Linked DNA regions of Gossypium arboreum: regions 1 and 2 are each linked to region 3. The links are chromatin contacts, called in public Hi-C maps. All regions are on one chromosome and are shown on one strand. The core of a region is the stretch at or near the end of the contact, and the rest is flanking DNA. Distances in the headings are between cores, read along the strand shown.

What was found. A called contact is a pair of places that touch in the nucleus more often than the background predicts.
Region 1: a Hi-C map of leaf shows a contact between it and region 3, with 4 times the contacts expected there. The contact joins the promoter of LOC108459254 here to the promoter of LOC108465591 in region 3. A contact is called at or near these places in 2 of 5 Hi-C or Micro-C datasets (both in leaf).
Region 2: a Hi-C map of leaf shows a contact between it and region 3, with 3 times the contacts expected there. The contact joins the promoter of LOC108458459 here to the promoter of LOC108465591 in region 3. A contact is called at or near these places in 3 of 5 Hi-C or Micro-C datasets (all in leaf).

The regions. Positions count from the first base shown.
Region 1 is chr4:25,328,830-25,332,938 of ASM2569848v2, forward strand. LOC108459254 reads left to right here and starts at 2,620. Exons shown (of 4, transcript XM_017758600.2): 1 at 2,620-3,152; 2 at 3,482-3,656; 3 at 3,843-4,109. The coding sequence starts at 2,718. It overlaps LOC108459967, which reads right to left and starts at 1,788. Exons shown (of 1, transcript XM_017759361.2): 1 at 932-1,788. The coding sequence starts at 1,659. The coding sequence ends at 1,069.
Region 2 is chr4:25,375,042-25,379,234 of ASM2569848v2, forward strand. It overlaps LOC108458459, which reads right to left and starts at 2,241. Exons shown (of 10, transcript XM_017757868.2): 1 at 1,740-2,241; 2 at 1,500-1,608; 3 at 1,217-1,409; 4 at 976-1,112; 5 at 599-887; 6 at 405-511; 7 at 188-323; 8 at 1-61. The coding sequence starts at 1,833.
Region 3 is chr4:25,565,208-25,569,296 of ASM2569848v2, forward strand. It overlaps LOC108465591 (protein LOW PHOTOSYNTHETIC EFFICIENCY 1, chloroplastic), which reads right to left and starts at 1,403. Exons shown (of 1, transcript XM_017765957.2): 1 at 1-1,403. The coding sequence starts at 1,000.

The DNA of each region.
Region 1 (4,109 bases), core at 1,370-3,869, 240 kb before region 3:
AATGTGATCAATGATGGATTTAGTTATTGTATATGTAATGAAAGTCGCATTGGTTCTATGTTAACATAATTAATGGACGAATTATTCGGAATAACTTTTGGATATGATAGTAAAGTTTTGAGTTCAAAAGGTTATATAATGACATGTAATTATATAGTAATTAATATATATATGGTCTAAGTGGGAGATTGTTGGAAAATATAGGCATCACATATATAATAATAGTAATTATATGTTATTATTTACTATCGTAAAAGATTAACCCAAATTTTGTATATATTCTAATAACTAATTTCTAATTGATGATGGATGATTAAAATTAGGGTTATGCAAAAGTTATATTTTAGCATTATACTTCTCAAATTACATATATGTAACTTTTCTAATATCACATTTTTAGAAAAGGAAGAGTTACTTTCTCGAATTACTTGTATACTAATTTGAAAGATTAAAATTATAAGATTAAAATTTCAAAAATCAAATACATTTTCGCATTTAATTTTACTTTTATAATTTGATTAATAAAAATTATATTAAATCTTGTTTTTACGATGGTATAAGCAGATTGCGCTCATGTGCTGTGCATTAGTGGCTTTTACATATCTTGGTGATGACCTTTTTTGCTGGAAATCGAAAAAGCAGCCAACTGTTAGCCGCCCTATTTCTAAACAGCCCTTGCCCCTATCCCTTATCAAAAGGAGGGAAAAAAAAAAAAAGCTACGAATTTTATTTCTTATATCCTTTTATTTGTTTTGAACCTTTCAGACAAGTACAGATCAAAACCATTAGCATTTATATAGAAGAATTATTCTGTACTTTTGGTAGAGACTAACTGAGGTTGACAAATTATAACTTGCGTGTATGAATAAAAAATAAACCAAACTTTTGCTCCTATATTAATCTCTCTTTTTTTTTTTTTTTTGAAAAATCCTTTATTAATCTTTCAAATGGTTGTGAAAGGGATGCCCTTGATTAATAAATTTTGGTCCAACCCACAACACTGGATAAAATATTAAAATACAAAGCATAATTATTTAAAATTAATAATGACATATGGGAAATGGATCATCAAATTTCCCCAACCAAACACCAGCCTTCTTCTTCCAATTCACGATCCAAAACAAACTTCATATCATCAACATCAACACCTTCATGTTTCTCATCATCATCTTCAGTCTTACCTTCATGATTTTCTACCTCTTCTTGAGATTGAGAACTCGCTTTTAAACCATCATTAACTACATGACATTGATCATCATCATCATCATTATCATAACCTTCATAGTCACTAGATAAATGGTCCAACATCCTTGCTGCTGAAAACCCTGAAAAATTCAAACCAGGCCTTTTATCAACCACTTTCCAGGTGACCAACCTATAGTTTGTGGCCATATCATTTGACCTAAACTTATGAGTACCCTTTGCCTTATCCTTGGACTTAAAAGCCGGGTGCATGTGACACCCTAGGCACCGAGGCCTACCGCATCGTCCGGTAAACTTGGAATGGTTAGTAGGCTCCACAGGAACTTTGGTGAACAACCCGGCTGTTGTAGGTGAATTGACCTGTTGAACGAACCGGGGTTCAGGTCTCGGATTCCATGGAGACGGGAGGACCCTGTACGTCCTAACCATACCATGTTGACGACCTTCCCTCTTCATTTTTGGTAAGAAAGTGATTGTGGGCTAAAAGGAATGATAATGGATGAGGATAAACGTGGTTTGTGACTCTTTTTATATGTTTTGGATTTTGAAGGGACAAAGCTTGGGAAGCAAGGACTTCAAAATTCGGTCGAAGCTACGTGTGGAGAAAGCTTATAACAATAATTGATCAGTGACAGCTGAATATAATAAATTAAACAAATTGGTAAACTTGGCAAACAAGGTGTTGGAATTAGTTGCTTTCTTTGACTAAGTTGCTGCTGCCTTTTTTTTCTATATATATTAAAAAGAAGTCAACATTCCCTTTTTGGTTTAATTCTTCTATTAGTCCGTATACTATGTGAAAGTTCTGAATTTAGTTTCTATACTTTAATTTAGTCATTTTTAGTCTCTGTACTTTTATAATTTTAAATTTTAGTCCTAATCAAATGGTAGCTATTAAATTCATTAAGTAAAATTCTACTATTTCTAAAATTGATGCAACAAACATATTATCAATTGTGTAATACAATACCATGTTTCCTTGCTATTTCTATATATTACTAAAAAATGAGTTATTAAATTTAATGATTGTCGCTTGTATTAAAATTGAAAATATGAAATTTAGAAAATATAATGACTAAGAATGATTCAGTTAGAGAATACATACTAAATCTACAACAACACGTGTAATATAATATTGGTAAAAGTATTTAACTAAATAAATTTAACTGTTATCGTTTAGTCAAGTCTAACATTTTAAAATTCAAAAACTATAAAACATAAATTGACAAATTTTAAAAATACAAAACTAAAATTAATTAAATTAAACTTTAGAAACTGAATATACCCAAACAATCCAAAATCTAGAATTTAGCCCAGTTAAACTAGGGAGTTTTAGGCCTCTTTCAAACTTACCCACCACCATTCAGCACCCGTAAACGAATTAATGAGGCCTCAGCTCAAAGCCCATTCGACGTTTTTCTCTGGCTTTTCGCCCCCTTGCTTCAATGGAAAAAAACCCTATAGCAAAGCTCTAGAACCAACCCCCCGGGTATTTTCTCAGGAAAAAAGAATCGATGGCCGCTTCTCTTTTAAACAAAGCATTAAAACCCATTAAACATCCCAACTTCCTCTCGGCCCTCCGTTCTCTAAATTTCAGTTCTATCGCCACCGCCCATGGCAACCCCTCCGACGGTCCATCTTCTTCTTCCTTCGCATTCGACAACGCCAATAACAACAAAGAGAAAGACGATAATAGTATATACATAAAGCCACCGACTTCAAATGCGAGCACCGAAAAGACGACGTCGGTGACGATGCCGATGTCGTTCATGACTGGATCGATAGTTGGGAAGAGATTCTATGAGAAAGTTACTACGAGAGAGTCTGATGATGGAGTTGGATGGACTGTTATGCTTGATTATAGGACTCTTAAAACCCCTTCTAAAAGGCCTCTCAAGTTACCCACTTTGGCTCTTGCTAAGGCCATTGCTGCTGAATGGGAATATCAGGTAGATCATTTTTCTCTTCTTTTTTAATTAACTGTAATTCTTTATTTTGTTTTATAAAATTTGGGGCTTTCCTTTTGAGATTGAGTTTGTTGCTAGCTTAGTCTTAGTCTTTGCATTGGGTGTCTTTGGATTTTTGTTATGTGGTATGACTTGATCTTGTCTGAATTGGGTGTCGTTTGATGAATGGTAACTTCAGAATGTGGATAGGGTGAATCCAAAAGATGTAGTCTATATGTTTTAGTTGATCATCTTAGGTCCAATTGTGAAGTATTGTACAAAGTCGGTTCCGTGAGTTTTTTAATGACTAATAAGATGTTAATTGTTTTTAGCAAACAGATGGAATCAGACCCTTTACGATGCCATTGATGAAACTTGCTTGCACGGCACTGGAAAGAGTTCCTCTCACACGCAAGAAGATCATTGAACATCTGATGAAGAAATTTGATCAGGACTTAGTGTTCTGTCGTGCACCAGAGGATAACACTTTGACGGCTGGTGTTCATGGTGTGTAGGTTATTTCATACTTTGACTGTATCATATCGTACTTTGATACTGAATCATCAGGCATGTGCTTGATGGAAAACCAAATTCCTTTTCGTTTTGTCTCATGATTATATTATTGATTCAGTGTGAACACCAAAATGCAATAATATCTGGCATTGTGGCTTTTTTTTTTTTTTTTTTTTGCAGCAAGGCAAGTTGAGAAAGTTGATCCTTTACTTTCTTGGTTAAATTCTGAATTTGGCTTTCAGCCTATTGTGTACTCTAGCTTCTTTGGTGGGAAGCAAGGGGAAGGTCTCTCAAAGGCTGTTGAAAACCTTCTGAAGAAGACAGATGACTGTGAATTGGCAGCAATTGATGCCCTTGCAGCTGCGGCACATTCATTGGTTATTGCTCTAGGAATTTTTCGTGGTAAATTGCAGATTGAGGAAGCAATCGAGTTGATTAGACTTGAGG
Region 2 (4,193 bases), core at 991-3,490, 190 kb before region 3:
GCCTTTCAGAAACCATTTTTTCCCCATGGCGCCGGCACTCCTTAAATAAGCCCTCAAGTAGCTATATAATCATAAACAAACTCTTTTAGCAACCAATTACTGTAAGATATGAATATCTTCAAATTTTAGTATCAGATGCATGAAACAAAATGCAGGGTCTATTCCAAATGGAAAACAGATAATTCACCTCGAGTGGCTTCAAATCAATCCTTGTATTCGTAAGTGAATCCATACGAGCAGGAGGATGAGGTTTCAAGGAGTCAGATTCCGATAATGAGCCTGCATTAGAGATGGGCTCCTTTAGGTTTTGGCGATACTTAGGCCTGTTTATAAAAGAAAACCTGTAAAAATTTGTCCTGTTGTTATATATAATAGTGATAAGTTATTAGAGTGCCAAATAAAACCTGGCAAAGCAAGATCCTTCAGGCATGTCAAGGACATCATTGCTGTATTCGTCGTATATGGACAACGAAGCAATAATGTAACAAATTCCGAACCAAAATGAGGATTCCTGAAATAAGAAAAACCCACAAAATCGAGTTATATGTTGAACGGAAATATGGACAAGGAAGACAAAAGCTATGTAGAAGATATTAACCTGATAAACAATCACCCCTGCGTAGGCACCGAGGAAGATGCTGGAGACCATGGATCCCAACACTGCCCCGACCGTAGCCAGTGGCCAAAGTAAGATAGCAAGGCCTGCAAATGGTACGCATATAGTCTCCAAGAAAGGGCCTTCTCGACCTATAAGGTCATGAAATAATCGATGCCACCCCTTAAAGAGCATGTAAGGACTTTTACATAGGGCAATGAGCGAAATCACAGGAAAATCTACTATGAAACCAAGCACTGCAGTTATAAGCGCTGGTGGAAGATAAAGAAATCTGCATATGATGATCATAGAAAAGTCAGTTGAAACATAAGTAATTCTTTTGAACATGAAACCAACATGAGCAAGAACCGCATATCTACCTAATCTCGTAGTATTTTCCATTTGGAGGCCCTTTCTGTCGCAGGTCTTCCATTAACGAGACATAGGAATGGAAACAAACATCATAGAAATCCCTGACTACAGTGAAGCTGCCACTGATAGAGCTCAGTGTGCCATCCTGGAAACAAATCGATATTAGTCTCCCTTTCATGATACAAGAACAAGAGATGTTAATCTATGAAAAAAATTTATATTATCGGAACACGGATGCTTAAGACATACATAAAAACAATGGACAAACACATTGGTCTTTCCTTTTCCTACAGCATCAAAAGTAGCAAATATCGGTGAAAGAAAGCCGTACAATAAACCCCCTATGCTACTTCCAACAATGCCAACGACGACCCATAATATCAAGACAACCGGTAGGAATACGCAAATAAAGACCTTCAGAAATGGTCCTAATAGTTTAGTTCTGCTCAATAAAGAGATAAACAGAGTAAGAAACCGAATAAAATAATATGGAGGCAAAGCAAATGGGAAAGTCAGGGGGCAAGAAAATCACCTCACAATGCTATAACAGGTCCAGTAACCATGAAATGGCAAAAGCCCTAATATGATGGATGAGTTTCCGATTGTAATAATAAGACATATCAGTGGGCAGAAAACGATTCCTGAATGTATAATGCAGTGCAAGATTTCAATTCTTTAGTTGGATACAAAAACAAAAACATAACCAATTTGAATGTATTTCCTTAAACTGCATGTCCTAAAAACAACATAAAAACAGATTTAAATCACTCACCTTTAATTGTGCCTAACAGTAGCAAGCCAAAGAAGTAAGGTAGAAAGCATATAAAGTTCCATAAAGTAGCCAAAAACCCCTTTGGAGCCTCCATATTTTCTCCAGATCTCAACACTGTTTAAACTGTCCTAGTCCACTATAACCAATTTGCCTCAAAACCCAACATCAAAAACTTCCAAAAAAAAAAATTAAGTATAGTTTATCTCGGTAGCTGGCTCCAAATCACAATGGGACTGCCAAAATATTTGAGAGTCTGGGACCCTTGGTTTGATAAAAGCTTAAAGCTTTGAATGTAAAACTATTTGAAAAATATCACATGGGATGTGCAGATTAAGAGCATATTTGACAGTTGATAAATCAGTCAATAAGCTTGGAATAAGCAAAGAAATGTTTAGCTTTGTTTTTTTTGTTTTTTTTCAACTAAAATTTCCCCGGGGAGGGGGTGGGGAGGGGGTTGGCCTGAAATGGAAGTTAAGCAATCTTGAGATACTGTGCCTCCATTTGAATCAGACAAAATAATTGGAAAACAATGTCAAAACTAATAAAGAATCTAAATTTAGGTCGTGGGAAACATTAAAAAAAAAAAAGGCCATGGCAATATCCTTGTAAAACTTTTGGTTTGGTTTTAACAGCAAACCTAACTTTATAGTTGAATGTCACCCTTGTTCATCACCATGCCACGTAGGAAAGTAATTGCATGGGCTGACGCGTGATTAAAAGTGCGCGTGGTGTCTAATAATTGACCTTTGTGTCTCAAACCTTGGTCCGTGTGTTGTCGGCATCTTGATCGTTGCTGTTCGAAAATTATTAAAATATGTTTTAAGAGAAAGAGACTGTTCTTCTTTCATTCAACCAAAAAAAAAAAAAAAAATTAAGTGCTCTCTGATTATTACTTAATAAAATATGACAAGCGGAATGGATACTTTTTCTTTTTTTCTATTAACACTTTACATTTTAAAAAACTTTCCTTTCAATTTTCATAAAATGCTATTCCTTATATTTTACATTTAACATTTTAAAACATTAAAGCAAAGGAAAAAAAAAAAGCTTAAACACGTTTTAATGCAAAACATATGTAAATTATGCATGTAATTCAAAAGGTTTCAGATGCGATTAAACTTTATTTGATTCCTACACGATTTTGCGAATAATCAAAATTTCAATACATTTTGTTAGGATTATACGTCAATAAAAGAATATCCAGCCTAATTAGAAAATAACAAATATTTCATTATTTCCCCTTTCTAGTTGGAGAAATCATAGTTTGGGATTCCGAACTCTTTTTTTGAGGAAAAGATTTCGATTTATTTTTTTAGAAAATTTCTCTTTTTTTCTTTAAAAACAATTTATTTAAAAAAAAAAAAGGATTAGTGGTCCATTATCTACCATGACAAAGAATCCTATTACTCATCCTTCCGCTTCTTTTTTTTGTTCTTTTTTCGTGGTCACTGGGTTGATTCGTTATGATATTGTTTTTAACATCTTTTATGCAATACGTTCATTAAAAGTTATAATATTTAATAGTTTAATAGAAATAAAATATTAAAAAAAGTTTAAATTTTCAAATAAACAAGTTTTCTCTCAAGTAACCAACTGGCTAATTGACTTGATTTACATCCCAAACTGGGAAAAGACATGAATTTTGGTTTCTCAAATGGTTTCTTTGCCACGTTGTTTTATCTTTTAAAACAAAAATCAACGTTCTATAACTTGCACACTTCAAATAATAGAAAAAGTTTGGCCATGGAAAGGGTGAAAGAGTTGCTTGGAGTGGAGTATGAAAAAAGGATCTAACATTCCATCAACTAAATTTTCCACTACTAATAAGGCTGGAAGTAGACATTTGGTTTGTTTTTATTATATGGTAATTATGTTTGAAGTATTCTATAATATTATAAATTTAAGATTTTTTATGTATTTAGTTGAGATTTTTTACTTGCAATTTAATTGAAAATTTTTTTGGTTGGGAAGAACAAGACCTATGATTGTGGGAGATAAAAACAAGTTTGAAAGGTGAGTGGATTAGCAGAGGAAAAGGGATAGTGGGGGAGAGAGAATCAGAGTAGGTGGAAGGATGGGAGAACGGTAGTAAGAGAAGAAAGAGTAGTGAATGATGAAAAATAACAACTCCGTTATGTCTATAATGAAAAATAGTTAGTGATAACTGTTTATTATTTTTAAAAATTTAGTTATTAAGTTGAAAATTAAGTAATTCTTTTATTATTGAAATTAAAGCTGACTGAGAGTTAGTGTACTTTACCATTTAAAATATTTCATAATTATATAAAACTTAACGCAACACATTCATATATTGATATAATTTTTTTTCTTTGTTAAAAGATAGAAAAAGATACACCTAAGATTTTCAAGCAACCTTAATACAGTAGCTTTCGTAACTTAAATAAACTTATATGTTGTCATAATGTGGTTCCCAATCTTATCATCATTTATTTA
Region 3 (4,089 bases), core at 153-2,652:
TTTCATCCGCATTTCTTCCAATGTCTCCCTTCACATATTTTTCTCTTAATTCAATAAAGAACTTCAAAGCTCCATGCCCATCTTCCATTCTACGATAAGCATATAAGGCAGTAGAATAGGACACCGGCGACGGACTGAAGCCCTTCTCTTGAATTTCCTCAAGAACATTTAGGGCCTTTGTAGCTTCTCCTTGCTCCACATAAATTGCCATCAAAACATTATAAGTAACAATATTGGGAATGATCCCCTCCTCAGCCATATCATCCAAGATTTTCTCCATTTCACCAAATTGTTTGGAGTGTTTCACTGCACCCAATAAGCTGTTGTATATGAAAAGGTTTGGGCCAATGGCTCCACCACTTTCTTTCTTCTTTCTCTTGAGCCACTCAACAAGGGACATTGCAGCATCCATGTATTTGTCCCTTCCAAAACCACTAATCATGCTTGAATGTACTTGGAGAGGCAGTTCACCCATATCTTTGAGAACCTTTCCTATGTCATCTGCAGTTTTAGCAAACTGTAAACTGCGTGCCAGAGCCCGAACATCAATCCTTGCACTCTCCAACTCAGCTTCTCCCTCACTACTAATATCCACTTCCTCACTTCTATCCCCATTGCCATTATCATCATCCTTTGAGTATGATCCTTCTCTCTCAAGTTCATTCCCAGTTTCTTGTTGCTCCAATGCCCAAGCTGATGCAACCAACCCACTAGAAGAACCTCCCTTTGGCTCACAGAAGAGGACAACTTTCAATTGGGAGTAGCAACAGAGGAATTCAAATCTCAAACAACAATTCAAGTTCCTGCAACAAGTCTCACTCCTACTAAATCTTGCATAGCTTGAAAGCAATAAGAAACTATGACCTCTACCGTCAATAAGACTCCATTTTTTCCTGCTTCTAGGTTTAATAGATGCAAAACAGGAAGAATCATGCTCAAAATCCAAATGGGGTACTACCAAAGAGCCACCATGTGATGGCCAGATACTTAAAGCTTGCATTTTTACGAAAAAAGTTTACAAAATTAAGAAATACCCAGAGTTAAAGAAGCAAGGAAATATCTTACTACAATCTCATGATAGATTCATCGGTGCTCCTTAGTCTTTGCAAGTGCTTAGTGACTTCAGTCCTGAACTGACAGGAGTTTCTACAAATTGACATACAATTAAGAATATAAAAATGAAAAACGATGAAAGAACAAGGCTAAGGCATCTGAAAGATGATAGCTTGGGTGGATATAAGTTGGTTGTGTTCTTCTGCTGTGGTCTATTCACAGCCATTCAATTGCAAGGAGAGCTGGAGAGGTGAGGGAGCCAAAAATCAGACAAAAATTCGTCATTGTGTGGCAAGAAAAAGAAAACATGTTTGGGTTTTCTTTGTCATAAATGGGCTAATGTCCAATAAGCACAAGCTTATTCGTATTCTTTTTTTTCATATTTTAAATAAAAACATAAAATTTTAAAAAAATTAATTTTTTTTAAATATAAAAATATTTTAAAATATAAAAAAAAATTCTAAATTTCAATGTTAGCTAAATTGGGCTGGACCAATTGGTTGGATTGAAAATCGGCTAGGGTATCAATCCGATGAGAGATCAAAAATCAGTTGACTCGCAAATCAGTACGGACTAGCTGTACCGAGCTAAGACTCAGTTGAATCAATTTCGAACTAGTCTAACCAATTGGTTCCCAAAATGACTATCCTAACCAGTTCAAAGTAAATAATTTATTAAAAAATAAAAATACTAAAAATTATAAACATTTATTCAACTCACAGTTTAATTGATTTTTTAGCTTGATTCATTTATTTCGCATCGGTTCTTTTGCCAACCAATTTTTTACCTCTCACCGAACCGTTACCCCAGTTGATTCTTAATTCAATAAACATTGAATTTTGAATTTTTTATAGTTTTCTATTTTTGAATTTTAATGAATTTTTATTTTCTTATAGACATTATTATTTAAAAATTATATTTGTTTAAAATGTTATGTTTTTCGTTTAAAATAATAAAAAATTATTTTTTAAATTTATATACTTTAAAAGGTATTAACCAAATTGATAAAAAAATTGTAAATGTTAAGGGCTAAAACATTTAAAAATTTTAAAAATTGATTCATTTGCGAACTGGGCTAAAAAAATAAATTGAACTGGAAATTGAATCGATTTTAATATTTTTTATTTTTAATTATTTATTTGCTTTGAGCCGCTTAGATTAGTCATTTTGGGAACAAACTGGTTAGACCGATTCAAAATTAATTTAATTATCGGTTCAATTGATCTTTTCATGTCAGTTCAATTAGCCCAAACTGGTTCGTGCATTAATCGATTTTTTTACCTGTCACCGAATAGATACACTAATCAGTTCCTAGTGTGGCTGGCCGGTCCGATTAGGTTTGTGTTAGATAACATTGAATTTTGGAATTTTTGTTTATATTTTTAAAATATTTTTTGTTTTTTGTTTTTGAATTTTAAATAATTTTTAATGTTTTTCATAAATTTTTATTTTAAAAATCATCATTTTTAAAAATTTTATGTTTTCATTTAAAATATGAAAAAATAATTTTAAAATTTTCATGTATTTTTAAAGGGTAAGGACCAAATTGACAAAAATTATAAATGTTGAAGGTTAAAAAGTTATTTTACCTTTGATATTACAACGTCAAAATTAAATAAAAAAGTACAAGAACTCAATGTTTCAAAATTAAAGTATAGAGACTAAATATTAAATTTCAAAAAGTACAAGGACCTTTGTGATATTTAAACCTTGAATTTATAAACCTAATAGTCATTTTCTAAAATATTTGTTCTAAAATCTAAATATATTATATTAAACTCAAACTCAAATAATATACTTATTATTACCTAAAGTCAAAATAATTAATTATAACCTAAATCTCATGCCTAAATTTTTTTTTAAACCCAAAACCGAAATATAGTTTATAAAAGTTAAAGTCAAATTCAAAATCTAATTTAATAAAATAATATTTATTAAGAGATTAAATATTTTAATAATATTATATGCTTTGCGGTAATTTCTTAACTCAATGGCAATAACATTATGTTGTAGGCATGAGAGCTTTAATTTGTTTTAAGCAGCCTCATTTCCTTATTTTATTATTAAAAAATATTTTTCTATTACTAGTTATAAATATGTATTGTAATATACTAAATTAAACATAATTATTGATACTATATCTTTTATTATAATTTTATAATATAATAATAGTTATATATATATATATTAATAGTTTGTCATAATTATATACTATAATATTATACTATATAATAGTATATCATCTATTATAGTTAGCTATTAAAACCAATCAAATTAAATCAATTCAAGCAAACCGTTAATAAATTCAATTTTGATTTTGGATAAATTAATAATTATATATTTTAATATTTTTAAAATATATTATTACATTATGTAAAACTATATCATATACTATAATAGTAATACAAATATATTAATTATTTATTATATTAGTTGAAATATGCAATAAGTTCCTATACTTTTCTTAAAATTGAAAGTTAGCCTCCGATATTATATAATGGTATATCATCTCATCTCATATATAATAATAGTTTTATATATGCATTAATGATTAAGCATTATAATATTATATAACACTATATCTTTTATTATAGTTTATTATATAATAATAGTTATATATGTGTATTAATGGTTTTAGTAGTTAAATATTATGGGAGGAATCTACTCACACCTATGTAAAACTAAAATAGCTTTACACCCTTTCATATCTTTTGTATGATTAATATTTTAATGGTCCAACTGTCACATTTTATTTTTCATCTATATAGATCATGCATGTCAAATTTAATGTAAATTAAAATTTTCTAACTATTTGTTTTATATAAAAAATTTCAACCGCTTAATAACTATTAATATATATATATATATATAGTGTTTTAGATAAATATGATAGAGATATCAAACCAATTTGAAAATTTACATGTATGATAAGTACAATTATATCGATAAATTTAACAGTTAGATTGTTAAAATAGTAATAGTACAAAGAGATATTTAAAGGATGTAAAACTATTTTAGTTTTACACTCACGTAAGT